6 separate regions of the Mus musculus genome follow, and all the other regions are linked to region 1. A link is a contact called in public Hi-C and HiCAR-type data. All regions are on one chromosome and are shown on one strand. The core of a region is the stretch at or near the end of the contact, and the rest is flanking DNA. Distances in the headings are between cores, read along the strand shown. Region 1 holds the start of Ehbp1 (EH domain binding protein 1). Region 2 holds the start of Aftph (aftiphilin). Region 3 holds the start of Lgalsl (lectin, galactoside binding-like). Region 4 holds the start of Pex13 (peroxisomal biogenesis factor 13). Region 5 holds the start of 0610010F05Rik (RIKEN cDNA 0610010F05 gene). Region 6 holds the start of Peli1 (pellino 1).

Region 1 (4,256 bases), core at 1,301-3,800:
TTAATGTCTTCCCTTGTTCTGTGGACAATTTAACTCTTTCCATAGCTACCTTGGTAGCTAGAAAGAAAAGTGAGATAACAGTCAAGAAAAAATATTAGACTGGGTATAGGGGCACATGCCTCTATTCCCAGCACTCAGGAAACAGGCAGCCAGATCTTTGTAAATTAGAGGCCACCCCAGTCTACATAGAGTTCCAGGACAGCTGGGCTACATAGAAAGACCCTGTCTCAAAATCAACAACAACAACACAAAACAAAGGCTACTGGACTCTTATTTTCTACAACTTGAGGGAGGAGTCTTATAGATTTAGTTTCCCTTCCTCCCTCTCTTCTCCCTCCCTCTCTCCCTCCCTCTCACTTCCCTTTCATTTCCATTGATCTTTAGATAGTTTCTATACAATAAAGTACCCTCTTTAAGCAAGGGAAACCAAAGTGACCATATTAGAACATTTGAGAGCTTATGATAATAGTAAGTAGAGTAGAAGCCACCTGATTATCAGGTGAGTTTTTAAATTTAGACGAAGATAGTTTATGACCACTTCTATAAATTATCCATTGAAAAGGTTTATACACACAGTACCTATTAACAAAGCAGAATGTATTACTGAGGTCACAATGGCATAATGACATCTGAGAAATCACACTCATACTCACTTTATATAGTGTATATAAAATAAAAATACATTATTTTGGTTGTCTTACATTCTAGAATTAAGACTATAGCAAAACAAGTGCTATCTATGCCATTTCCTATAAAATGTACTTTTGAATATAGCATTATTAAATCACTTTCTTTTCCTGAAAGTGAAAATGGGATTTAATACTGGGTTCAAGACTGTCTTTCTGACTCTCCTGGGTGTATTCCATCTGATTCTTGCTTCCTATACGCTGATCTCACACCCTCCTCCTTCCCCTCCTACAAAGAATCCTCCCCAGAACACCAACAACTTTAAAGTCAGTTTAACAAATTTGCCTCCAACTTTAATAAGATTAGGAATTAGTCCGAAAACAATTTGCATTTTGCCTTTTTCATGCTTGCTTCCATCTTCTTTCCAAACTCTTTGCTCATTCCTTGTGGAGGAATTGCTGAGTTTTGCTTTTTTGACTCTCGGCTCCCCTCTCTCCCCTTCCCCTTCCTTTCCCTGCCCTCTTCTGACTCCCCCTTTCTCTCATACCCCCTTTCTTAGGTACATCCCTAGCTTCCTTAATTTGACTTTACTGTTTAGTCCCGAAAAGTTGTAATTTTATTCTTCATTCTTTCTCTACACCTTAGATGTCTGTGAAACATCTAAGGCTGAAAGCAAATTTTTGTTTTTTGGATAGGATGGATATTTTCTGCCCCTTGAGAAGTCTATAGCTTTCACAGCCTCAAAAGGGATCTTGTGCTATATACTTGTGATGTCAAGGGTGTACACCTAACATCTCAGCGATCTCAGTAACCTGGATGTTGAAGCAGGAAAACCATGCTAACCTCTGGAAATACAGTTTCAGGCCATGTCAGCTGCCTCTTAATAGACGTAAACAACATTGCTCTCAAACTATTAAGTTATTTCGTCCTCTCCCTTGCCTTTAACCACCCTTTCCACATAGTCAACCACTCCCTAATCCACCCACAGCTCATACCAGAGGATAATGAGACCGCAAAGGAACACGAGAATGCAAGATTCAAAGAAATGCTGAGAATGAGGACAAGAAGAGACTGTACTGTAAACATTTATGTCCAGTTTAGCCCTCCTTGAACCTGGGGCAGGCTCCTGGCAAGGTCAGGGAAAAACTCGGAAAGAACTGAGTGAAATAAAGGCTGTGTGTGCAAAACCGCTGGCTGCTAGTGGCGCAGGAGAGGAGCAGCCAGTTCGTGGGTGGGGATGGGAGAGAATAGGAGAGAAACCACAGCACCTCAGTGTCTCTGGCAGCCGCTGGAATCAGACTCTGCTCAGTTCATACACCAGGAGCCAGAAACCCTGCCCAGCAGCCACGGCGCCTTTGACGGACAGCCACCTTCTGCAATGGCTTTCCAGTTCACTATAAACATTCTTAGTCCTCCCGCCTCCCGCTGCCCTCAACCATTCCAGGGAATGGGCGGGATCGTCCTTCGTGATTTACACTTTTTTTTTTTTAAAGAAGAAGAGGGTAGACCGGGCGGGTTCCACCTAAGGGAAAAAAAAAAACTGGGGGGGTGGATCCCCTATGACCGGCATGAAGATCTACCAATGGAGTGCCTCGCTCGTCCTAAGGCCCGCCCGCCGAGGAGGCGGGGCTCCCGCAGACTCGGCCAATGGCGGCGAGGCGGACGGAGGTTGAGCCGCCGTGGGTAGGGTTAGTGTGAGAGGTGCGGCGGGGGAGGTAATGATGGTGGTGGCGGCCGAGGGAGGCGGGGGAGGGGGATCTGGGCGCTGAACCGCGGCTCTGGCAGGGCTCGCTCGGGCGGGCGGGCCGGAGGGGGACGGTCGCTGGGCGCTCTGCCGGGGAGGGGGCGCTGCTCCGGGAGGGGGCGGGCGTCGTCCGCCCGGGAAGCTGCAGACCCCGGCTCCCGCAAACGAGCACCGCGCCGGGCTTCGCTGTTCCACGCGGCTCCAGCAGGGATGGAGGACTCGGTGGCGGTAGCTGCTTCTGAGGCGGCGGCGACCGAGGAGCGGCTCTAAGGAGGGGACAGCGGGATTAGAGGTGTGAGGAGGGCTTGGAGTGGACGAGCGGAGGGGCCGGGGTTCGGGGACCGAGGCTGGGGTCTAACAGCAAGGCTTGGGTGACAGGGACCGCAGCTGGCAACGCCTGTCTCTGCGGAGAGACAGGGGTCTGCACTCGGTGCGTGAGGAGGCGAGGCTCAGGCCGGCTGCCCCTGATGGGGGAGGGAGGCACCGCACCTCGCACTGTCCATTGGCCTGGCTGGTCATCGCTTCAAGCCCAGGCAGGAGTTTCCATTCCCCTCCTCCTGGCAGCCAAGGTGAAGGGGAAGCAAAGTGGCCTGGAGCTGGGACCTTGCCCTCTCTCTGCCGTGAGATTTCCCTCCACTGCTAGTTCTCCATCCATTTCCCTCTCCTACAGAACCAGCATTTCTCCCTGCACCCTGGTTGTGCTAAGTACATATTCAGTAGCTCGAGGCTATTCATTATCAGCTGAAAAATAAAGTTTATTTAAAAAATAACTCCTAACTGGTGGTAGATATATCAAACAGCATCCTGACTTTCCCGCCCTGTTCTTCCTTCTGCTATGCTAGGTAGGGAAGGCAGGGCCCGACTGGCATCTCTCAATTGTTGGTTCTGACAACCTGGTGTATTGCCGCCTGTCTTCGGTGTGATTTGTCATTTCTTCCTTAGTATCTTCCATCCTTGATGTTACTGGCTTTTGAGGCCGGGGTTTTGTTTCATTGTTTGAAAACCACGCAGATAGCAGAGGTTGTTTCGGTCTTATCTAACACTTCTCATGCGTCTGTCCTCATATTCTTTCTCTTTCTGTCTGTGTTTTGCTTTTCAGTTCTCCAGAACCCACGTCATATAGTCCCTGAAGTGGAATGATGATGTCTCCATGAGGGAACCTCCTCTCAGTCATCCTGTCCTGTACATCAGCTGTTCTTGACTGGGCCATTGATCTAAGATAGGATTTACCCTGTGAGACAGGGAGAAGACTTATGGACGCCAAGCATCATTTCAAGTTCTAGTTTTTGTTGAAAGTACTGACATACATGCAAGGCTCGTGTGCTTTATCAAAGCTGCTGTGTTGCTAATCCAGAACTGTTCCAGTCTCTTGGCCTATCACCATGGCTTCAGTTTGGAAGCGACTGCAGCGTGTGGGAAAACATGCATCCAAGTTCCAGTTTGTGGCCTCCTACCAGGAGCTGATGGTTGAATGTACAAAGAAATGGTAAGACGTGCTTAGGGGTAGATTAATGTCTTGTTGCCTAACCATCCTGTAGCTTGGACTGTGGGTCTTTTGGTAGCCAGTTTACCTTGCAGTGGTACACAAGTGTGTAGAAGCTGTGGACGGTGCAGATACTCTAACAAGTACTGTGTGTGCACTGTTGTTGCTGGTACTGTCTCTGTGGATTTTAATCACTCCATTTCAGATCGTCTCAGAGGACTACAACTGAGAACACACCTAAGTATAGTAGTTTTGGTCTTATGGTCATTTATCATTGGTGTTAGAATAACTTTATTTTTATAATTTTAAACAGAGAATGGTTATCTTAACATCACATATGTCTCAATATAGAAATTTATATCATATAGAATGGCGGTTTTATTTTGTTGTTTTTTTTTCATT
Region 2 (4,256 bases), core at 763-3,262, 1.5 Mb after region 1:
TTCAAAATAAAAGTAGAAAACCAGGGGTTTTCCCTCTGTGTTGTGTGTGATGCAGGTTTCTCTACTTAAGGTATGATTCACAGAGCCTCCCCCCTGGAAGAGCTTTTAGAGGTCAAAGAAATTTGAGTGTCTAAGAGGTAAACAATAGCACTACAATGTAACATTTGACTAAAAGGGGTAATATAAGTATAAACTTTACTATTTATTATGATTTCAGTTGTTTAACAAGGCTGAATAGGAGAAAAAATTAGAAGTGGTCAGGCGTTTTTCTTTTCTTGATGCCAAATGTCATAATCACATGTAAGAGTATCCAATTACAGGTAGGTTGATTGTGCTCCCAAGTCATTTGAACAAATAGCTACTCAGCTTCCATGGATTTAAAAAAAAAAAAATTAAGTAAACAGAGTTAGCCTCTTCACTTACCTAACAAAGATAATCATTTGGTAATCATATAATTTGTGAAATCGGGAAGATACTTTCCCAAACTGCACGGTTTCCTTTTAATGTTTAGAATCACTATATTAAACATTTTTGATTGGTTTAAATTATTTGAAAATCATCATTCAAACGTTTCCTTCGGATCTTAGTCAGTACTTATTTGGTAGATTTATCAAGTGAAAACAAACATATGTTTGTCTGAAATAAATTAATTTTCAGTTTTACACGCATTTTTTTTTACTTTCATTCTCAGACAATAAACATGTTTTACAGTGACATACTTTTTTTTTTTAATTTGCACACGAGCTACACCAGCAGGGGGCGAAATACAAAAGGAATAAATTTGACAAGCCATATAGATTTTTCTCACTTCAGTGACTGGCCAATAACAAAAATATTCAGCATAACCACAAAGCAGCAATGCAGTCTCTGTTATCTTGCAATGACTGAATTGTGAGGAGACAAATGAGGGTCTATTTTAGTTCTTCAAGTTAATTTGTCTAGAACATTGCAGAGGCAGGATAAACCATGATGAATTGCTATTGTCCTTATCTTTTTCAACGTGTGTAATTCCTCCAGTCAAAGGGCTAGACAGTTCTCTGAGATGACGGGTGTTTTCAGTCCTTGTTCCTTTCGGTTACTGCTGAGCTTTGCGGTTTGGGAACTATTTTAAATAATTCAGCGTGGGCAGAAAGAGAACCCGGCAGGGCTCAGGGTTTGTAGGGTAGAGTCCAGGGTTCACCGTCTGAGACAGGAATAAAAATCCTGCAGCTTTGTCTGAGTTTTACAGTGGAATGGTTTCTAACAGAGTCATAATAAAGGACGGGGAGATGTTATTAAAAAAAGACCAATTGCTCAGGAACCGATGGAAACAAAAACCTCTTATGACCTCTATTGTATAGAATCGCTCAAATGCACAAGTTGATTGGAAAGATGTATGAAAATGATCATCTTCTCCAAACACCAACACAATTCTGGACTGATTTTTGTAGAAGACCATTTGTTAGTTTGCCTGCTGACTTCTCGTCTTAAGTAGGACAATCACTTCTCGTTTGTTAAATAACAGCTTCCTCTTTTGTTGGCTTACATAAAAAGGGAAGGGAATGAAAGTCTTTTATTCCGGGCAAAAAGGACAAGCTGCTGAATGTTGTCCAGCCGGTTTTTCAGCAGAGATCTGGTTCCGTATTTCCATACGTCTGCAGTTTTATTCCAAGGCGGAACTTAACCCTCTCCCCGGCTCATCGGGAAAGTACTGGGCGGAGAGAAGCTCAGGTCTGTGGCCCGGAGCGCTGCCTCAGAGGGTCGGGAGGGGAGGGAGGACGTCCCCAGCCCACACTTCAGTGAGTACGGAAAAAAGACCGTTTGCCCGCAACCAAAATGGCGAACGTCGTTCCACACGACGGCGCCTGCGCAGAAGTAAGAAGTCTGTGACACTAATTCCCCTGGAGTGTCCTCCCCCACCCCGGCACCCACCAGCGCCCGGCCCCGACCTAGCCACCTGCGCCCGGAAGTGACGTATGGACAGCAGCGGTTCCCCGCTGCATGATGGGAGAGTGTGTGGAGTGGGCGGGGGTCTCCGCGGAGGAGGAGGAGGCGGAGGCGGCGGCGGCGGCGGAAGAGGGCGGAGGGTAGTGGGATGGGGGTCCCGCGGCAGCGCTGAAACTCCGGGTGGGCGTCCATGGCGCCGCGCCGCTGACAGGGCTGGGAACAGCTCCCCTTCCGCCCTCACCAGCTCAGCGTCCGAGTAACCGGTCCTTCCCCGGGGAGCCAGTTCCTCCCCGGGCCGCCGAGCCATGCCCATCGCGGCCGCCCGGGACGAGCCAGGTGAGTGCTGCCGCCGCGCTCCCGGGGTGCGGAGGACCCGGCCCGGCTAGTCGCCCCGGCCTGGAGCGCCTGCCCGCGTCGGCCCGCGTGCGGGCCTGCGAGCTCCGGCGCGGGCTCTGCTCTTCTCCGCGGGTGCGGAACGCCGCTGGCAGCGCCCGAAGCCGAGTGGCACGGCGCTCGGCATCCCAGGCTCGGCCGAGGAGAGCCAGCCGTGCCCTCCCGGCCGCCGTGGCCCGCCCTGCCTCTCGCCGTCCACCCGCCCCGAGCTGCGCGCCGGGGTTCCCTCCCGGCCGCTGTGTAGAAGTTTGGGGCTCCGCTCCGGCGTCCTCCTGCTCCCACCTCCCTCGTGACAGGTGTAAACACTGTCTGCCTCGCGGAGGCCCGAGGCCGGCTGCTGCAGGACTGTGCCGCCTCGAAGGGTCTCTGAATGCTCCAACGGACAGAGACGGCCCAGAGCTGTGTCCCTTGCGGAGAGGACCTTTTAGGCACTCCTCAGGAAATTATCTGTGTCTTCTCCCTCCTTGCGTCCGAAAGTTGAGCCATTATTCTTTAAGCTCCCGACGTGGCAGGTGCTGCCGGGGACAGAGGGTGAACGGTGGTGGGTTCTTTTTCCCTTTGGAAACGGAGACTAGTTGTGCTTCCTACCGCCCCCACCTTGTTGGTTTATTCAAGTTATAGCGTGATGTCCCTCTGAATCTGAATCTGTTGCGGTTGAGGAAAGAACTGACTCATACATGTAAATATTAACGGGGAGGGGGCAGGGAGCGTCAAAGGAGCGTTGGTTCTGTTTCAGAGTTCTTACTAAAAGAAGTAAAACTTTACTCAAACTTCAGGGCATAAATATCTTTCACGAGGTGTTTTTTTTGCGGGGGGGGGATAGTGGTGGGGATAGGAACTTTGGAAAGGTTCAAATCAGATTTTACATTTGTTGAACTATTAGAGAAATATATACTAAACTCTAGGGGGAACTCTGCTTCAACTCTAATGCGTTGATATAAGCAGCCTAGTTTACCATATTTTATAAGTTTCTAAACGTTGGCATTTGTAGGGATCATTTTTAACACTCTCCAGAAGTGTATTTGTTAAAACAAAGTACCTATGGTAGCCATATACATGGATATCTCTCACACGAATAGCAAGTTAGATCCAGCATTGTAATTTCTAGATCAGTAAATAGCACTTACTAGATTCTTATTAGATATAGTGTATCAGATTTATCTATTGATGTTTAGAGACATATTTTTAAATCATTAAAAAGCTCCTGGAAAAAATTTAATAAGACTCATAATATGTAGGGCACTTGAATTTAATGTTATCTGATCTTTTGACCTAGAAGCTATAATGAAAATAATTCCACAAAGATATATCCATAATGGCATTGGTAAATTTTGTAGAACCCAATTGTCTATGAAAACTCACAATCTAGGTGATTCTACTATAAAACATTATTTTAAAGTTATTTTTAAGCTGTCCTGCTTATAGTTAATAAAAAGCTAGATGCAAAAAGCTGTGAAAGTTGAGTACTTGTAGTTTATTTTTTGTGAAATCTAATTGAAAAGGAATTATTAAATAGCATTTCATTGAGGAATTGACAAGCCTTCCCCTCAAGTCTCATAGCAGTCTCTTGCATATTTAGATACTTTAAAACCCTCAAGAATTATCTAAGTTAAATGTTTATGTTCTAATTTAATGTTACCAGCAGTTTGTTTTTAGTTTTTGAGGCAGGTTTCATGTAGCTCATATGTAGCTGAAGCTACCTTCAAATTCCTTATCTTCCTGTCTCTGCATCTCAAGCACTTGGATATATGCCATCATGTCCAGCTTTCATCAATTTGTAGATTAAAAAATAAAAGCCTTTTCTCTTTAAGCACTTTCAGTTCCTTGTTATGTAGGTCAAAAAGACTTCACAATCTAAACTTCATTTTTGTTTTTTTGGTTTTGGTTTTGGTTTTTTTAATGTGATTTTGAAAACATTCAGCAACCGAATTTTATGT
Region 3 (4,256 bases), core at 668-3,167, 1.5 Mb after region 1:
TCTCCCTGGCTCAGAAACTTCCAGTGTCTTTCTGTTCCCTTCAAGTAAAAGGTGTCTCCAAGACCTCAGCCTTCACTTCTGCTCCACATGTCCAGCATTAATCTACAGGTCCCATCTTGCAAACTTTATCTTTACAGTTCCTGAGCCAGCAACCTCTTCTGGAGGTTGAGCCAGCCCTCCCTTTGTCCCTCCCTTCCTCCCTCCCTTTCTCCCTCCCTCCTTCAGAATTCTCAATGTCACTTTCCCAGACTACCCTACTTTAATAGCATCATCCTGCACTCTCCTCCTCCCCGCCTTATTTTTCTGTCTTACTACCTATATACTTGCAAGTTTGCTTATGTCTGCCTCTCCTCGCTACAATGTAATTTCAGCAATGCCCCTGCTAATTCTCAGCTCTTGGTCAACAGCAGACACTCAAAACTGTTGCTTAGAATGTGCTGAGTGTTCTTCTGGGGAAGGTGTGTGAACCAATTTATTAATCTTCACAGTAATTCAAGATAGGATCATCGTAGTAATTATTATCATGTCTGATGAAGAAATTAAGGCACGCTACTATCAGTAATAAGAAACTAAATTTGGACCCAAGACACCAGCCCTTTATAATAACCATGATATATTGTACCACGCTTAGCTAATAGCAAATAATTCAATGATTTTTTCCCTATGCTGACTCTTAGAAATTCAGAGAATCAAAGTATGACTTTAAAATATCAAGTTTCTTGTAATTGCCTAGTATGTTAGAATAATTAATAGGTGTGATTCTCAAGCTCAGATGAGTAAACAGGAGCAAAATGGGAGCCACAATGACAACTCTTCAGTCTCTAATTCTGAGAACCACTTCCACAAAGGCTCCGACTGTGGATTACAGGCATGTTCCCTGTCCCACAGAGATTACCATGATTAGCACTGGTCCATAAAGGGACACAAAAGCTGCAGAGACGCCAGGTCCCCCAAAGGGCCCCTCTGGGACTGTAGCAGCTCACTTGCTCAAGCTCCTTGCTTATTAGTGTGGTGATTCACACAGTGCATTGGGCAAGCCGAGTATGTCACCTAATAGAGAGTATGTTGATACAGCCTTATCTGAGAAGTTACATAATTATGCTAGTGTCAGGATACCATTACAGGAGTCTGAGCCTTAGCGTGAAAGAGGAGTGTATTCCCTAGGAAGTATTACACAAAGAAGGACTGGAGACTCCATTACCCCAAACTAAGCAAGTGACGTAAAATAGCTAAGGACAGAAACTGTGTCCACTTCAAGTTGCGGCTTGGCCGGGCACCTGCTGAAGAATGCTTCCGGGACCCCGACACTAGCCTGCGCTTCCCTGGGAACAGAGGGTTGGTCGGCGCTCAGCAAACTGTCCCCCTAGAGTCCTGGCTGCTTCTTTATTTAGGGTCAAATATGTACAAGCCTTGGACCTCCATTCTCCTTCTCCTCCAAACAGTGCAACTATCTTTCCTCCCACTAGGTTGGAATTCTCTGAAAGAAGCCATACCAGGTCTTCCTCTTTGGAGTCCTCCACCTTCTCTCGACCTCACTCCTGATCCACCCCCACAGTCCCCCAGGATGCGGAAGGAGGTGAGTGAGTAGGGTACCGACCAGGAGTGTCCCCAGCACCTGTCACCTGGCCCACCTGGGCCCTCCCTTCACCCCTTTCCCCAGCCCCACCCACCTTCCCGCCGACAGGCCACCGCCCTCCGGCCTTCAGCCGTGGTCCAATGGCCGTAGGGCAGGGCACGCTTAGCAAGCCGCGGCTCCCGGGCCCCGTCCCCGCCCTGTTCCCGGTTCTCGGTTCCCGAGCCGAGCCCTGCCGCCTTTAAATGCCACCCCAGGCCAACGCACTGCGGCCCTCGCCACCGTCATCCCCTCGCCGCCGCGATCTCCGCGCCGCCCGCCTCCCTTCCCCCTCCCGGGCCTGCGGCCGCGCCAGCCTGGGGCGTGCACGCGCGCCCGTGTGTGCGCGCGCCCGGCTCGGACCCGCGCCCGCCGCCGCGTCCCCGGCGCTCGCTGCAGGAACATGGCGGGGTCGGTGGCCGACAGCGACGCCGTGGTGGTGAGTGCAGCGGCCTCCCGCGAGGCGGGTAGCTCAGAGGGCCGGGGCAAGGACTACGGACCCGCGGTGCCGCGGGAAGCGCGGTACCTGTCAGCCGCCGCGGGGTGCGAGCTCGGGGGGCCCCGGGCGCGGGGCAGGAGGGCGCCGGCCAGGTGCGCGCTGGGCGCGTGTGCGTGCACGTGGGTTAGTGTGGGGCCGCGGTCCCGGCGTCCGGGATTTACCCCTTTGGAAACGGTCCCGCGCCGGGGGCTCCGGAGAGAAGCCGAGCGCTGCCGCTGCACTCCAGCCACGTCCCCGAGGACAGGCCAGGGGGCAGAGACTCCGGGAGCGTTTGTGCTTGGAGAGGGGCCTGCCGCCCACCTACACGGGCTTTGCTTCCCGGGTGGGCCGCGACCTTGAATTTGATCCGGTCTCAAGAGCCTGGGGATCATCAGAGGCTTAGACCGGATGGAAAGGCCGGGTTTTGTTTCGCGGTTATTTAATGGGCTATAAAGAGGCATCATATGTATGTGTGTCTGTGGAGGGCTGCTGGATCACTACAGATTTGTGTTGATTCCTCATCCTTCCATTCACTCCCTAATAAACAAGGGTCTGTGGAAAGCCAATCTGTGTGCTTCTATTTTTAGAAACTTGATGATGGGCACTTAAACAACTCCTTGGGTTCTCCAGTTCAAGCCGACGTGTACTTCCCACGACTGGTAAATCAATGTGCTCCGTGTCTCTGCCTTTATCCTTTTCCCCTCTGGTGCATTTCCTTGCTTTCTAATGGGTCTGATTCTCAGGGCTGAGGGTTTGGCTCGTCTCTAACAGCCCATAAACATCCTGTCTCTCCCCTCTTCCTTTGCAGATAGTTCCATTTTGTGGGCACATTAAAGGTGGCATGAGACCAGGCAAGAAGGTATTAGTGATGGGCATCGTAGATCTCAACCCCGAAAGGTAAGGGCAGAGCCCTGCCATTGCTGAGTCCCGCGGCTGCCTCCTCCCCTTACCCTACTTGCACAGTGTCACTAGTTAGGAGTGCCAAGAAAGTACCATGTTCCCATGAAAAGAATGTGTATCAATCCTAGCCATCATCTCTGCAGATAGCTATTTATATCAGTGATGATAAAAATAGGCCTACAGTTAATCTTTGACCCTTGAGAAGGCCAAAAGACTTCTTTTTTTATGGTTTTGAAACACGGTAGTCGTAACCAAACCTGTTAGAATAAATAAGAACCAAACTTACAAGATGTTTCCCTTGTCAAGTTCTGTGGCTGTTTTTGAGAACTCTGAGATGGATTAATGCAAGGGTGGCCTGAGGCATTTGAAGTCTTCAGTTGTAATTATTTTCAGTTCCACTGGAGTTTTCACCAGAGCCTACTTTAGGTAACAAAATCTATTGGTTTGAGTGTAATCCTTAGTGTCTGTGTTTAAACTGTGTAAACAGTAGCAGCCCATTAAAAGCCGATGAACCCACTGGAGGAGGAACTGGGTCAAGTTAAAATGTTACATCTGACTCCTGGCTAAGTGACACTGTTTTCTTTTTAGCTTTGCCATCAGCTTGACCTGTGGAGACTCTGAAGATCCTCCTGCCGATGTGGCAATTGAACTCAAAGCTGTGTTCACAGACCGGCAGCTGCTCAGAAACTCTTGTATCTCAGGAGAAAGAGGCGAGGAGCAGTCGGCAATCCCTTACTTTCCATTCATCCCAGACCAGCCGTTCAGGGTAGGTACCTTGAGTGCCTGATGCAGTGTTGGCAGGGCCCCTACTTACTCTGTATCTACTGTGTGCCAAGAGCTCTTTAAGAATTTCTTCATGTCCAAGAAATTTGTTGCCCGGAACTTGTCTCGAGGCCGAGAGAAAAGAATAAAAAACAACAAAAGAAGTCTGTTTGCTGATAGATGTTAATGCTTGCCTTAGTAGCTCTTGATTCTCTTCAGACCATATGTTTAGTTAATGGATGCATATATGCATACCTAATTGCTAAGTACTTAACTGTAATTCTACTTAGCCAGTGCGGAGGTATTAATTATTGTTAACTTCTGGGGTGGTGCTAGGGACTGAACCTTGTGCACATTAGTTAAGGTTTCTACAACTTAGCTACACTCCCAATCCTCGTTTTGATTTCTGTTTTGAAACAGGAACTCTCTAAATTCCCCGGCTGGCCTTGAATTTGTAATCCTCCTGGCTCAGTTTACAGAGTATTTTAGATTACAGGCCTATGC
Region 4 (4,256 bases), core at 1,270-3,769, 1.4 Mb before region 1:
CACAGCAAAGGACTGGTATGCAGGCAAGCAATAAAGTCTGTTAGGTAAGAGCACTTGTCAGACAAGTCTAACAACCTGTTTGATTTCCCAGAGTCTATGGAGGAAGGAGAGAACTTATTACAAACATACACACACACAAGCACTCACAACATATGCATAAATTATATGAACACTCACATCATACTCATATATATATTCATAAAAATAATAGAGAGAAACTTAATTTAAAAAAACATAACTGAACTCATTTTCTGTTTAAAAGAAGAAATCAGGACTATGAATTGTCCTGTTGCTTTGCATTAATGTATGTAAGAAGCAATATCTAGTGGTATTGTGTTTAGATGCCCTTTATAAAATGTCTTCACAAATATTAAATGTAGCAAAAAAAAAAAAAAAATCCCACCATAGACCTCTCTCTGCACTAACTGTTAAATGATAGTTACCTGAAAATAGTTATATTCCTACATCAAGTTTTTAAGGTAATTGCAGTTTCAAAATTACCTTTGTAGGAATAATTTTATTAATCTTCCTTCTTTTTTTTGATATTTTTTTAATTAGGTATTTTCCTCGTTTACATTTCCCATGCTATCCCAAAAGTTCCCCCATACCCACCCCCCCAATCCCCTACCCACCCACTTCCCCTTTTTGGCCCTGGCGTTCCCCTGTACTGGGGCATATAAAGTTTGCAAGTCCAAAGGGCCTCTCTTTCCAGTGATGGCTGACTAGGCCATCTTTTGATACATAGGCAGCTAGAGACAAGAGCTCCGGGGTACTGGTTAGTTCATATTGTTGTTCCACATATAGGGTTGCAGTTCCCTTTAGCTCCTTGGGTACTTTCTCTAGCTCCTCCATTGGGGGCCGTGTGACCCATCCAATAGCTGATAATCTTCCTTTTTTAGTGGAATTATATGTTACTCACAGGACTCAAAGCTAGTGACATTCATTCCAAACTATAAAAAAACATTCTTTAATTTAAAAAGAATATACCTTGGATGGGTGTTTGTAAGGTGCGGGAAGATCCACACCACAGAATCTTAAGATGCATCTTGGACAGGTGCCAGAACTGAACAACAGCTGTGCCACGTGCTTGTTCTCCTCAGTCAGTGGAAGCATACTAGAAGAAACTAAAATGAGCACTTTCAGTATTCTACAGCTACGTGCTGTATTTATGTCCTTAAAAAGAAAAGCTTTCATTTGAAAAATTCTATTTTGTACCCTTCAAATACTGCTTGTCATATCTATATTCTAAAATATGAACTTGACTAAGTGAGTATGTGGATTACAGGGGAGAGGAACAAAGAAAGACAAGCTTGCTCTGGACATGACATTAAAAACTTTCCGATTCCGGGACTTGGGACCACTCAGGGTTGCCTGTGTAAACCTTTCAAGGAAGTACTTACAATATGGGAATATACTCTATTAAAGAAAAAAAAATCAAGAAACTCCATGTGGCCAAGTATTTATTTCAGTTTCATAATCCCGTCTATCAGTTCACTTAACCTATTAATTTAATGTTAAGTAAAGAGTCTATGAGGAGTTGGAAATAATTATGTAAAAATGCATCTTCTTGCCAGGTGTAAGCGCTCACGCTTATAATTTCAGTACACAAGAAACAAGAAGATCTCCATGAGTTCAAAGCTAACCTAGGCTAAATAGAGAATCAAAGCCAGCGGGGGAGAGGGGGGTAGCTGAAACAGTCTTGAGTTTCACACCATAAGATCTTTTTTAATGCATTTCCTCCTGCACAGGCATAGTTCGTCCTCTGGCATGGGAGTAGGGGAAAGGTAAGGGGAAAGCTCTGTTCTGGCCAAACAAGCCCTTAACTCTATGTGCTGAGGTTCTAGAAACTTACCACTCACTCCACCTGACTAACAAACAAAAGGGACTGCAGCTACGCCTCTTCGACACCCAGTCCCTAACCCCTCACCTCGTACTTCCTAGGCCTTACCTTCTCCCAAGATGCCGCAGCCGAGTCTTAACCCTTTTCGGCCCTGGGTGGGAACGGGGAAGAGTAAAGACAGCGCACCTACTGCGCTCAGCCGTTGTGTTCCCCAAGAAAACCAGAGCTTTACAACGAAAGTACCAGGCCCCTCACGAGAGGAATGCAGGAACCCCCTCGTCTTACACGGTGACCTGTAAGGCTGTCCGCCTGGCAGCCTGCACTCCCCCTAGCTCTACGAACGAAAGACTGCGAGGGGCTTTACTGCTAGCCTTAAAGGGTCGGCCGGCAAAGGAGCCTCCGACGGACTCGGCACCTAGGTCGTAGTAGCTGCTGCCAGAAACGTCGATGAGCCCCTACTCAAATTTGAAACCCAGACTAGGGAAAAGAAAGAGGGACGTCCCGCTCTCCCGACTCCCGACCCCCTCCCACACCCCAGCAAATTAGCTGTTCCCTTCCTCCTTCCTCCAGCTTCGCCTGACCACACGCCTTGGCCTGACGTCAGGCGTGGGCGGGGCGGAGGGCTCGGTGTTCTGCCTGTCGTGCCTGGCAAGCGAGGCGCTCCTTCACCCAGCCGTCGCAGTCGCTTCCCTGAGCCGGAGCGGAGCTGGCGGAGAGATGGCCTCCCAGCCGCCGCCGCCCCCCAAACCCTGGGAGTCTCGCAGAATTCCCGGGGCCGGCCCCGGGCCGGGCTCCGGCCCCGGCCCCACTTACCAGTGAGTGTGAGGTGTTTGGGCCGCGACTTTGGAGGCCAGAGCGGGGACTTGGCAGGAGGCGGTTGAAGCCGTTATTGGGGGGAGGCGTCGCTTCCCGCTGCCGGCCCGGGGCGAGTGCAGAGCGGGTCTGGAGTCTGCTGGCTGTACGACCGCCCGTTCTTCCCCCGGGCGCCCCGCCGGCCCCACGGATGCAGGAGCTAGAAAGAAAAGCGGCGCTTCCCTGCCTTTTCGCTTTTGCGGGACATGGGGGGGCGGGACAGCCTGACCCGCTTCAAAGCGACGAGCTTGGGTCTGCTGCCGAGCGCGACGTTGGCCCAGCCAGGACAAGGATAGAGAGCAAAAGTCATGGAAAAGCTTTACAGCCTCTCCAGAAGTTGGTTGAACGACCCAAAGGTCACGTTTACGCAACATGGAATCCAAGCTCTTACCCTTGGCTTTCTTTTCTAGCATAACTTAACGTTTAGGTTGAGGGTTGAAAGAATTCTAAGACAGGAATTCGAGGTCTGTGGGTAGCCTTTGTGTACAAAATTGTGTGTGTGACTGTCGTCTAAGGCCTATAAAGTTTTTATTTGCTTTGATTTAAATCAGTAACAAATGGGTCTGCAACTTTTAAAAATTTAAAACAGAATTAGAGTTTCAGGAACCTGTGTTTTCTTTGGATAAATAGATACCTTAATCCAGGCGACATGATTTCAGAGCAAGTTTGTACGTTTTCCTGGCGCGTAAAAATCTCTGTACGTTGGAGTACTTTTCTCTTATTGGAAAATCTGGTGCTCTTTTAAAAGTACTAAAACACTTGGGCACAGTAACTAATAGATACAATTAGAGTGATAAGCTGTATTTTTCGTGTTAAAGCAACACTTATTGGTGATACTTTCATTAGAATGTTTCTAAGTGTGTTCTTTGCTATCCCGTTAAACTTCTCTGAACATTACTTAGCCTTCTGGGTTTGTTGTTGTTTTGTTGTATGTGCCTTAAATTTTATGATTGTTTTCTGTACCTGTTTATATTTGTTTTACTAATGGTATGCAATTATGGGTTATTCCATTAATGTTGAACTTATCTTGCATTTTTAAATGAACCTACTTAGCTTCCTTTTTTTAATATACTGTCCTGGATTCTGTATTATTTTAAGATTTATGTTCCTATGTGATATTGGATTCCTTTTTTAAATTATACTTTTGTCTTTATATCAGTTTTTTAATGAGAAAATTTTGCACTGAAAATTTTTTTATTGAAAAGTTAACATTTTATTTCTTTAGGTAGATGATTTTTCTCTTTAAGATTTTATTGGGGCTGGCTGGAAAGATGACTCAGCAGTTAAGAGCACTGACTGCTCTTCCAGAGGTCTGGAGTTCAATTCCCAGCAACAGCATGGTGGCTCACAACCATGAGTTGTGATCCAAGAAGGCATGAGATCCAATGCCTTCTTCTGGTGTGTCTGAAGATAGCTATATATTGAAAATAAAATAAATAAACCAAAAAAAAGAAAAAAAAGATTTTATATAATACCTAGGTCCTCTGTGATATAACTATACACGTATAATCTGTATTTTTCCATCCATTTCAGTACCTACAGTATGCAGTACTCAAAGTATTTA
Region 5 (4,256 bases), core at 443-2,942, 1.3 Mb before region 1:
TTTAGTGTTTTTATGGGATTGCTGTGTGAGCAAGCTGGTCTCTGTCTCTTGTGCTTTCTCTTGTCTCTTTTTCTTCTGTTTGTCCAATTCTGGTGTGTTAATTTTTGTTTTATCTTGTATTTTATTTTATTGTTTAAAAAAAAGAGTAGCCGGGCATGGTGGCGCACACCTTTAATCTCACCACTCGGGAGGCAGAGGCAGGTGGATTTCTGAGTTCGAGGCCAGCCTGGTCTACAGAGTGAGTTCCAGGACAGCCAGGGCTATAAAGAGAAACCCTGTCTCGAAAAACCAAAAAAAAAAAAAAGAAAAGAAAAGAAAAAGTAATTGTATAACCTTCGTAGTGTGCCATGTTGATTAAAGTAGATAACAGATGCATACCTGGCATATATAAATGTTCCATGGATGATAGGCTTCCTTTACTGCATGCATTAATTTGACAAATGAGCCCTTCACAAGTCTGGTTACAAAAACCTGGGCATCACGAAGCATTCATAAAGCAGAAACCGTGGCTTATCTGCTGCCACACTTATCTGACTTGGAGGTCGAAAGCTCTATGTGCAGCCACTGAAGTTCAAGCTGAATGTGAACACATGTTCTCCTGAGAGCAAGACAGGGACCATTCGCTCCCAGCAGGAAGCCTGAGCCTGCGAAATGATCCAAGTGCTTCTCTCACCGTGCTACTCGGAGCTTCGCTGAGGTCTGAGGCCCATTATCAAATGTGGAAGCCTCATTCCTTGGGCATAATTTGGACTCTACCTGCACATTGAGACCACCTCCCCCCAGTGGGAAGGGAGATCTATTTGAGTGGTAGGAGGAAAGCCTTGGCAGATAAGGCGATTGAAGAGAAAACAATAAACAACAACAAAAAACAAACAAACGTTCAACTTCCTCTGGGAAACAAAAAAGAAATGAAGATTTGATCGAAACCATAACATTGAGAGTTACTTATATTCTTTTTGATATACAGCTTACACTGAATACATTGCTCGTTCTCACTGTCTCTGTCTCTGTCTCTGTCTCTCTCTCTCTCTGTCTCTCTCTCTCTCTCTCTCTCTCTCTCTGTCTCTGTCTCTCTCTGCTTGCAAACAGGTTTATTAGTGGACACTGTTTTAGTTTAATCTTGCCAGAACCATGGAGTGATTGCCAACGAAAACTCACATCTGGCCACTAATACATTTCCATCAGTGCTCTAAGACTGAACATCAATCAGCCTTCCAAGTTTAACACTGGAACATTTGCCACACTATATCTGAGAAGTCGCCAGCTTTTCAGTTTACAGTATGTTTCTAAGTCCCAGCCAACGCCCTATCCAATCATATATTTTTTCTGTTGAACCTAAGCAGCTTATAGCAAAATGAGTGACAGGGAAAGATTTATTCTTTTCATTCGAGCTCCCTTTATCTCCCACGTTCAAGATCAAGCGCTGAGGACCTAGTCGCTAAGAGACATGACGCTAAGAGAGTGGGGACGCTGCACTGCGACAGGCCAGAGAGGACGAGCCAGAGAGGGCAGGGTGAAGAGCAGGCTCTGTGCAGCGGTGGGCTGCACTCTGGCACCGCCCGCACCCGCCCACCCGCAGGATCTCGTCGCTCATTGGATGCTCTGCTGCGGCGCTAGCTTGCGATTGGCCCGGGCGCGTCGATCAGGCCCCGCCCCTCGGCGCTCTTGCTGGGCGGCTGGCTAGCGGGCGCAGGCGGGTGCGGCCGCGGCTCGTGAGGCCGCCTCAGCCTGGCGTGTGCGCCGGGTCGCGCCGTTCTGGGCGCGAGCGCGGGCGGTGCTGGCCGCTGCAGGTGACACCGGCGCGGTGAGGGCCGCCGCGGCCCTGTGGAGGTGAGAGAGACGCTGAGAGGCTGGGGCACCCACTCGGAAGCTGGAGTGGGGCGAGGGCCGGGAGCGCCGCTGCCCATCCGGGCGGGCGGACTGGCGGGCGGGCGGGCGGTGCGGGGCCCCGCTGCCCGGAAGCCCGCGGACGCCCGGGCGCTGCCTGCGGCCCCGTCCCGCCGCCGCCCTCGCCTACGCTCTTGGCGACGGAGCCCAGCTTCGGTCGCCGGACTCCGGCCCTCACAGTCCCCGCCAGGCTGCTTTCCGATGCCTTTGTCTGCTCCTCTCCAGCCCGCGCCTCGAGTCGGTGTCCACGCCGCGGAATCCCGGTCCCGAGGACGCGCCGCGCAGGGAGCCTCGGACCCGGGCTTGGAAAGGCTACTTACCCGGGTGGGCAGTGATGTCCGGTCTTTCAGAATCAGAGCCAACCGGCTGGGTCACACGTGTGGATGAGAGTCAGGAAGTCTGTTGTAGATCAGGACTAACAGCCTCCCTCTGCTGTGCCAGAGGCCTTCCACCTGTCCCTGTGACCACCCCCCACCTCCACTCCCTCCTCTGCCTAGGGAAAGATCAAGAGCCCCCTTTTCATTGAAAAATGAAAAGCAGATGCTTGTCCATATGAATAAGCCAAAATAAGGAATAGGTTATGTTCTTTAAAGGTGTAAAATGTTAAAACAATAGAATTTTTATATTTTAGTAAATAATGTTATTTATTTACTAAATATATTATACCTTAAACACTTTTAAAGTATGGTGTCATGCATGAGAGGATAATTTTGAGTTTTAGATATTTTCTTTTGGTCATAGTTTTTTATACGTTTATACCTTTCTCCAGAATGAGATGCATGTGCCAGCTGTTCTAAGACTGTATGTTATTCATACCCTAAAGGAAACATTCTCAGAGATTAGTTTAACTAGAATACACAGTAGTTTTTTTCCCTTGATTGGAAAGATTCAATTGTGTCAACAGAAAAAAAATTCACACCCAAGTTACTTAAATCATCCATTACCACGAATAAATGAGTATTATATTTGAAATATACAAGTTTTTAAGAATTTGATGGAGACATCTTTCTTGTTATTTTAATTAAGTGCTGGGAACTTAGCTCATTTGTGGAGTACACTGCCACCACCACCACCAAAAACAGAAAATAAATTTTAATTAAATATCTGAAAGTTAAAAGTGAAAAAGCAGCACACAAGGGGTCTTTGTCTTGAGTTCTACTTTAAACTGTTTAGTCGCCTTTTCTCCTTTCCAGTGCTGGTTGTCCAACCCAGGGCCTCGCACATCTCCATTCCCATCCTAAACGTCTTCCTAAGGTCCAAACAAATTATAATTAAACACCGCTTTCCAAATCATTTGTCCTCAGGAAAAGGAATGCACACATTACCCATGTAAGCAGAGAACAACATTTTGTTCACTGAAGATTAAGATTCCACATTATTTAATGTGTGTACTTAAATATTCATATAAATTGTAAATCTTCAGCTTGGAGTGGGTTCCAAAAGATACATTGTTTCTTTAAGGCTTTGAGACTTTATTAAGTCAGCAAACATTTTTTGGCACTATCTGTTTTGCTGGGGTTTTTTTTTGTTTGTTTGTTTGTTTTTTTTTGAGGAATCAAAGAGCTGAGTGTGTCTGAACACACTTGAAATCCCTGTGCTCTAAGACGGGAAGATCATGAGTTAGAAGCCAGCCTGGACTACAAAGCCAGACCTACCCCAGGTGGATAAAAATGAAATTCTGTTCTGGGCAGTGCTTTCTAAGGGATTCAACAAAATTCTTGAAAAATTTTATGTCAGTAACAGCCAAAATAGGATAAGGAAAAACAATTGCCATAATAAATTGTGGTGCACATTTTGCATGCCAGACACTGTGCTGGGTACTTTATGGTATTGTTTAATTCTCACAATAATCTTAAAAGTAGTTATTATTTTCCTTATAGCAAGCCCAAGATTGCACTGCTAGAAATGGAGCAGCTTGGTAAGTATTCATAGCCTGTTTTATTGGCAGCATACTTCATGCTATGCTTTGTTATCTTTATGAATCTGTTTAAGAATCTCAGAAGTGCTACTGCTACAGACATCCAGTCCTCACTGTGTCAGGTGATTTTCTTACCAAGGATCACAGAAAGAGAGCACCTATGGTTTGACTTTTGTTTTGCAGATGAGGAAACTGAGACACGGATTATCTGAATTAGACAATATCTTAATGGTAGAACCAAGATATAAAGTTGGACAGTTTGACTTCAGAATCTATACTTGTAACTCGTACATTGTACTGGGCCTTCAGTAAGGTACATCTCAGAAAGCTATAACTTTACAATGCTTAATTTTTTGTGTGTTTCTTTTGTATTTTAGATTTATTCGCTTTTATTTTATGTGTGCCTTGTGTTTGCTTGCTTGCATGTATCTGGATGTACCATATATTTGTC
Region 6 (4,256 bases), core at 675-3,174, 1.2 Mb after region 1:
TGACACACCTACTAGATTTAAAATCTGGGGGCATTACAAAATTAAATTAAGTGTGTAAATGAAAATAATGCTATTACAGTTCTAAATCTCATACAACTTAGGAAAAGAACTTGTAGAAATAACACTTGATTTAAAGTTTTCACACCTTCCATTTGATACCAAAAGTGTTTAAAAGATTAATTGCCCTCAGAGTATTTACTACAGATGTTAACTGTGAAAAAAAAAAAAAAAAGAAAGAAAGAAACCCAAAGAAATTATATGCTATATTTAGACAATAAGGAGAATGTTTCAAGTATGTGTATTTGAATACTCTGGGGAAATATGTTGTTACCTGTGAAAATGCATCATAAACCGAAACAAGAAATTGAGGAACTGCACCCTGTTCACAATTCAAAAACTTTAAATTCACACGACTAGGCAAACTCGGTTAATGTGGAGAAAAGACATTGTGCTATCTGACACAAAAGATCACCTGCTACGAAGACAAAGTAACACTCTACTACCCGAAAGTAAAGAGCCTTTGAATCAAAACAGACAACCTTTGATACACAAAAGCTTCAATTCTCGGTTTAATAAAGCGTCCTGTGGATGAGATGCTCAATATTTGTTGATGGAAGAGTGCTGGGGCTAAAACCAACGAGCATATTGTGAGTAGTGACTAAACATGTTAAATGTAGGTTAAGTAAAAACTATCCCCTCCCTCATCATTGTTGTCTGACTTTGTAAGAGATCTGCACATATAAACATAATATATGGCGAAGTGAGTTGATGACTTACAGTATCTTCACCACTCGGAACATTTTTCAGAAAGTCCTTTGAGGTTTTAAGATTCAAATACTATTTAAAAAGAATTATTGTTTCAACTACCTAACAATTACCTAGACTTCTTCCAGACTTCATTTAACCTGTAAGTAAAATGAGCATCTTTAACTTTTCCACAGGGCATTTGGAGAATGAGTTATTACTCATAAACGCTTTCGGAGCCTCAGACACCAGCGCGGTACATCAAGCGTATCCATCAATTTGAGGGCTTTCTGGACCTCAGTTTACCCACGTACGGAAACGGGCTTGGCAAGGGCCGGGAGGTGAAATTAATTAGTGTTTTTAAAATGCTCTGAGATTCCCAAGATGAAAGGAAACGTAGAGGCACGCAGAGATGATGACAATAATCATAACAATAAAAAGAATGACTAACTTGGAATTCTGTGTTACGTAAGGAAGCTGAGAAGTTATCAGATTCACACAAACAAAAGAAAAGCCCACCGCCCCTTTGTTCCCCTTCCACTTCGCCGGCCTGCAGCCTGGCCGCGGGAGCGAGAACCGGGCCGCCGAGCTGGGGCTCCCCTCCGCCGCGCACCCGCTCCAGCCGTGGGGGAGGGCGTTCCGGGCAGCTCCTCACAAAGGCGCTTCCTCCCTCCGCGCGGGATGCGGCGCCGCAAACTCTGCTCCCCGCCGCCTCCCCGCGGGCGGGCGGGCGCGCAGGCCGCCGCGCCGCCACCGGCAAAGGCTCGGAGGAAGTTCCGCGCCGCCGGCCCTCGCGCCCCCGTTCGCCGCCCGCGCCGCACTCACCGGACGACTGCTGGTGGCCGGAACGCCAGCTCGGCCCGCCGCACGGACACCCGGGGCGCGGGGGCGGCGCGAGCACCGGTTGAACGCAGGCACCAGCGGAGCCCGCCGCCTTCCCGCCAGCCGCCGAGCCCCGCGAGGCCGAGTGGAACGCAGAGCCGAGCGCGGACTAGAGAGGGAGGCTCGGGCCCGCTTTGTGGTGAGCTCCCCGGGCTGCAGGCAGATCCGGTGGCGCCGCACGGCCGCTGCTGCCGCTGCTGCTGTTGTCGCTGCCGCTGCTGCTGCTGTTGCTGGCGCTGGAGAAGGCGGCGGCGGCGCCCCCGACGGTCCCTCCGCCTCGAACCGCCTTTGGGTCACTGACACACACTGGGAAGGAGGGACCGGGACTAGCGGGAGGGCGGGGCATAAGGGTAAGGGGCAGGGCCACATCGCGAGGCGGTGCCGAGAGGGCTCTTGGGAACTGTAGTTCTCTTTACCGAGAGAGAAAAAAAAAAGTATCTGTTGTGGAGGAGCCTACTGCTGGCTCTGCGCTGTGCACGCGCAAGGGGGTTGGGGCGGGGACTGTTGCCATAGTCACCCATTCACTAAGCCTGAAGGTTCTGGACTGTAGTTGACTAAACAAGGCTGGTCTTGTGTCTTTGGTGCCATTGGGTTCCTGCCCACAGCCAGTCCCTCCTGCTTCACCCCACCCCCAACCACTTCCAAGTGCCCAGTGAAATCTAACTTCCTCTTGACATGGCAGTCTCCTTGGTTGTTTAGATTTCTTCTGCAAATCATAAATACCCCCTTCCTTTGCCTCCTTCAAGAGAATTACCCAAGGTACTAAAAATCTACTTGTTCTTAGTGTTTTAACAATTAGGTTATAAAACTGTAGGGAGCGTGACCATTAACAGAATTCTGTAATTTCTTTGTTCGGTTAGTTACATTTAATTCCAACCCAAGTTCAGCATTAACAGCATTGTTGGATCATTGTACTGCAATTTGTTCATCTGAAAATCTATAGTTCTTCAAACATCCAGATTCCATAAATATATATTCAAAAGATAAGTAGAGAGAGTTCAGAACTGTTCAATGTATGTATTAGCCGATTCAAGTTTCTCACTATCAAATTACAACATACGGCACCTTGAAACATGGTATGGGTATGTTGTGCTCAGCTAAGTCTTACACCCTTTCTAAATGACCAGGTATGCATGTATGGTGGTGTGAGAAAACACAGTACTGGCTCTCCAGAAGGTTTACAGGTAATTTGCCTCAGTTTCCCTTAATAGAGTACCTAGAACCTGGAAGAAAAAACATTAATGCCAAGGAATCAGACATCTATTTCAAGATGGGAAACTAAGGATTTTCAAATAGTCTTAGGATCAAAAACCCTGGATGCCCACAGACCACATAATTATTTGATCAATGAAGAAATAAGTAATTTAAGAAACAAGTACACGGGAGACAGAGAATGGCTCAGCAGGGCTCAGCAGTTAAGAGCACTGGTCACGCTTCCAAAGGACCTGGCTTCTTTTCCAGCACCAATGTGGACACTCACAGCCTCCTGTAACTTCAGGGAATCCAACACCATCTTCTGGCCTCATTGGCCCATAGACATATATGCAGGCAAGACACCTGTATTTAAAATATTTAATGTAGATATTTAAATAAAATACTAAAAAACAAGTAAAGGTATTTACTATGTGCCAGGCACTTTATTGGGCCTCAAAAATAGAGCTGTAAAGATATAAAAGAGACATACTTTGTATTCATTGTCCCCTCTCTCTGCCAAGGAAGAGACAGATAAATGGACTCAGTGTGATCTATGCTGTCATAGGAAAATTCAGACTACCTCAGACTCAGGCAGGGTCAGGAAGTGCTTCAAAGATCATTTGAATGTGGGCTGACTCACGGCTTCCACGTTTGTGTATTTTATTGGCAAAGGTGGAAGAGAGCAGTGAAGGAGCAGGGAGCTCGAGGACACAGAGGCTAATGGCACATTTGCTGGCGGTGGCAGAAGCACACTGGGGAGAGAGGCATGAGGAAACTTCAAGAAAATGAAGGAGACAGCTAAGCCCATGAAGGGTGGGGGTAATATGCTAAAGAATGTCATCTTTTTTTTATTTCTTCTGGAAGCAGTATTCAAACATGAGTTTTTGATAAGATATATTTGAGAAGCTTAATGGACCCTGATCAGGGTAAATGCGCATTCATATAAAAACTACCACAGGACTTATGAGATGGGTCAGTGGGGTTGAGTGCTCACTCTTAAGCCTAACAGCCTGAATGCCAAAAATTGTAAATATGTAAGATCCCCCTTCATCAAAAACATTTTAAAGATAATTTAAGGCAAAAACAACAATGTTGAGGTTTGATCTTGCTCTCTATTGTAATGCTAAATGTGGGCCCCCAAGACTTGGAGTCTGTACATAGACTTGTGACCCTACCCCCAAGTTATTTCTGATCAGTAAATAAAGATGCCAACAGCCAATAGCTGGGCAGAAGAGACATAAGTGGAGTTTAGGCTTCTCAGGCTTGGAGTCCTAGGAGACAGGGAGGAGAGGAGTGCAGGAGGAGGGAGGAGAAGCCACCATGGGTTAAGTGAGCCATAAAAGTGCAACCCTGGGGGCTGTCCAGTGGGAGTTAAGAGCATCCCAGATGAAACATAGTAAATATTAAGTAATAATTTGTATTTATCTATAAGAAAG

What was found. Hi-C and Micro-C count contacts between places; a contact is called where the count stands out from the background. HiCAR-type assays count read pairs that join an accessible place to other places.
Region 2: a contact with region 1 is called in a HiCAR-type map of astrocytes, with 2.0 times the contacts expected there. The contact joins the promoter of Aftph here to the promoter of Ehbp1 in region 1. A contact is called at or near these places in 2 of 39 promoter capture datasets (liver and pre-B cells) and 1 of 115 datasets of contacts at active chromatin or transcription factors (astrocytes).
Region 3: a contact with region 1 is called in a HiCAR-type map of astrocytes, with 4 times the contacts expected there. The contact joins the promoter of Lgalsl here to the promoter of Ehbp1 in region 1. A contact is called at or near these places in 2 of 39 promoter capture datasets (both in liver) and 1 of 115 datasets of contacts at active chromatin or transcription factors (astrocytes).
Region 4: a Hi-C map of B cells shows a contact between it and region 1, with 5 read pairs. The contact joins the promoter of Pex13 here to the promoter of Ehbp1 in region 1. A contact is called at or near these places in 4 of 39 promoter capture datasets (embryonic stem cells, hippocampal neurons, liver and 1 more) and 1 of 484 Hi-C or Micro-C datasets (B cells).
Region 5: a contact with region 1 is called in a Hi-C map of CD8 T cells, with 4 times the contacts expected there. The contact joins the promoter of 0610010F05Rik here to the promoter of Ehbp1 in region 1. A contact is called at or near these places in 2 of 484 Hi-C or Micro-C datasets (B cells and CD8 T cells) and 1 of 9 other capture datasets (liver).
Region 6: a contact with region 1 is called in a HiCAR-type map of astrocytes, with 3 times the contacts expected there. The contact joins the promoter of Peli1 here to the promoter of Ehbp1 in region 1. A contact is called at or near these places in 1 of 39 promoter capture datasets (liver), 1 of 484 Hi-C or Micro-C datasets (CD4 T cells) and 1 of 115 datasets of contacts at active chromatin or transcription factors (astrocytes).

What each region holds. Positions count from the first base shown.
Region 1 is chr11:22,285,089-22,289,344 of GRCm38.p6, reverse strand. Ehbp1 (EH domain binding protein 1) reads left to right here and starts at 2,550. Exons shown (of 25, transcript NM_153078.4): 1 at 2,550-2,663; 2 at 3,471-3,857. The coding sequence starts at 3,754.
Region 2 is chr11:20,739,312-20,743,567 of GRCm38.p6, reverse strand. It overlaps Aftph (aftiphilin), which reads left to right and starts at 2,012. Exons shown (of 10, transcript NM_001290545.1): 1 at 2,012-2,262. Gm46272 (predicted gene, 46272) reads right to left here and starts at 2,936. Exons shown (of 1, transcript NR_168691.1): 1 at 179-2,936.
Region 3 is chr11:20,828,769-20,833,024 of GRCm38.p6, reverse strand. Lgalsl (lectin, galactoside binding-like) reads left to right here and starts at 1,917. Exons shown (of 5, transcript NM_173752.4): 1 at 1,917-2,051; 2 at 2,678-2,749; 3 at 2,899-2,987; 4 at 3,579-3,756. The coding sequence starts at 2,016.
Region 4 is chr11:23,664,146-23,668,401 of GRCm38.p6, reverse strand. It overlaps Pex13 (peroxisomal biogenesis factor 13), which reads left to right and starts at 2,519. Exons shown (of 4, transcript NM_023651.5): 1 at 2,519-2,655. The coding sequence starts at 2,558. Pus10 (pseudouridylate synthase 10) reads right to left here and starts at 2,410. Exons shown (of 18, transcript NM_028304.3): 1 at 1,949-2,410; 2 at 988-1,124. The coding sequence starts at 1,113.
Region 5 is chr11:23,631,067-23,635,322 of GRCm38.p6, reverse strand. 0610010F05Rik (RIKEN cDNA 0610010F05 gene) reads left to right here and starts at 1,692. Exons shown (of 22, transcript NM_027860.3): 1 at 1,692-1,830; 2 at 3,989-4,118.
Region 6 is chr11:21,088,992-21,093,247 of GRCm38.p6, reverse strand. Peli1 (pellino 1) reads right to left here and starts at 1,924. Exons shown (of 7, transcript NM_023324.2): 1 at 1,570-1,924.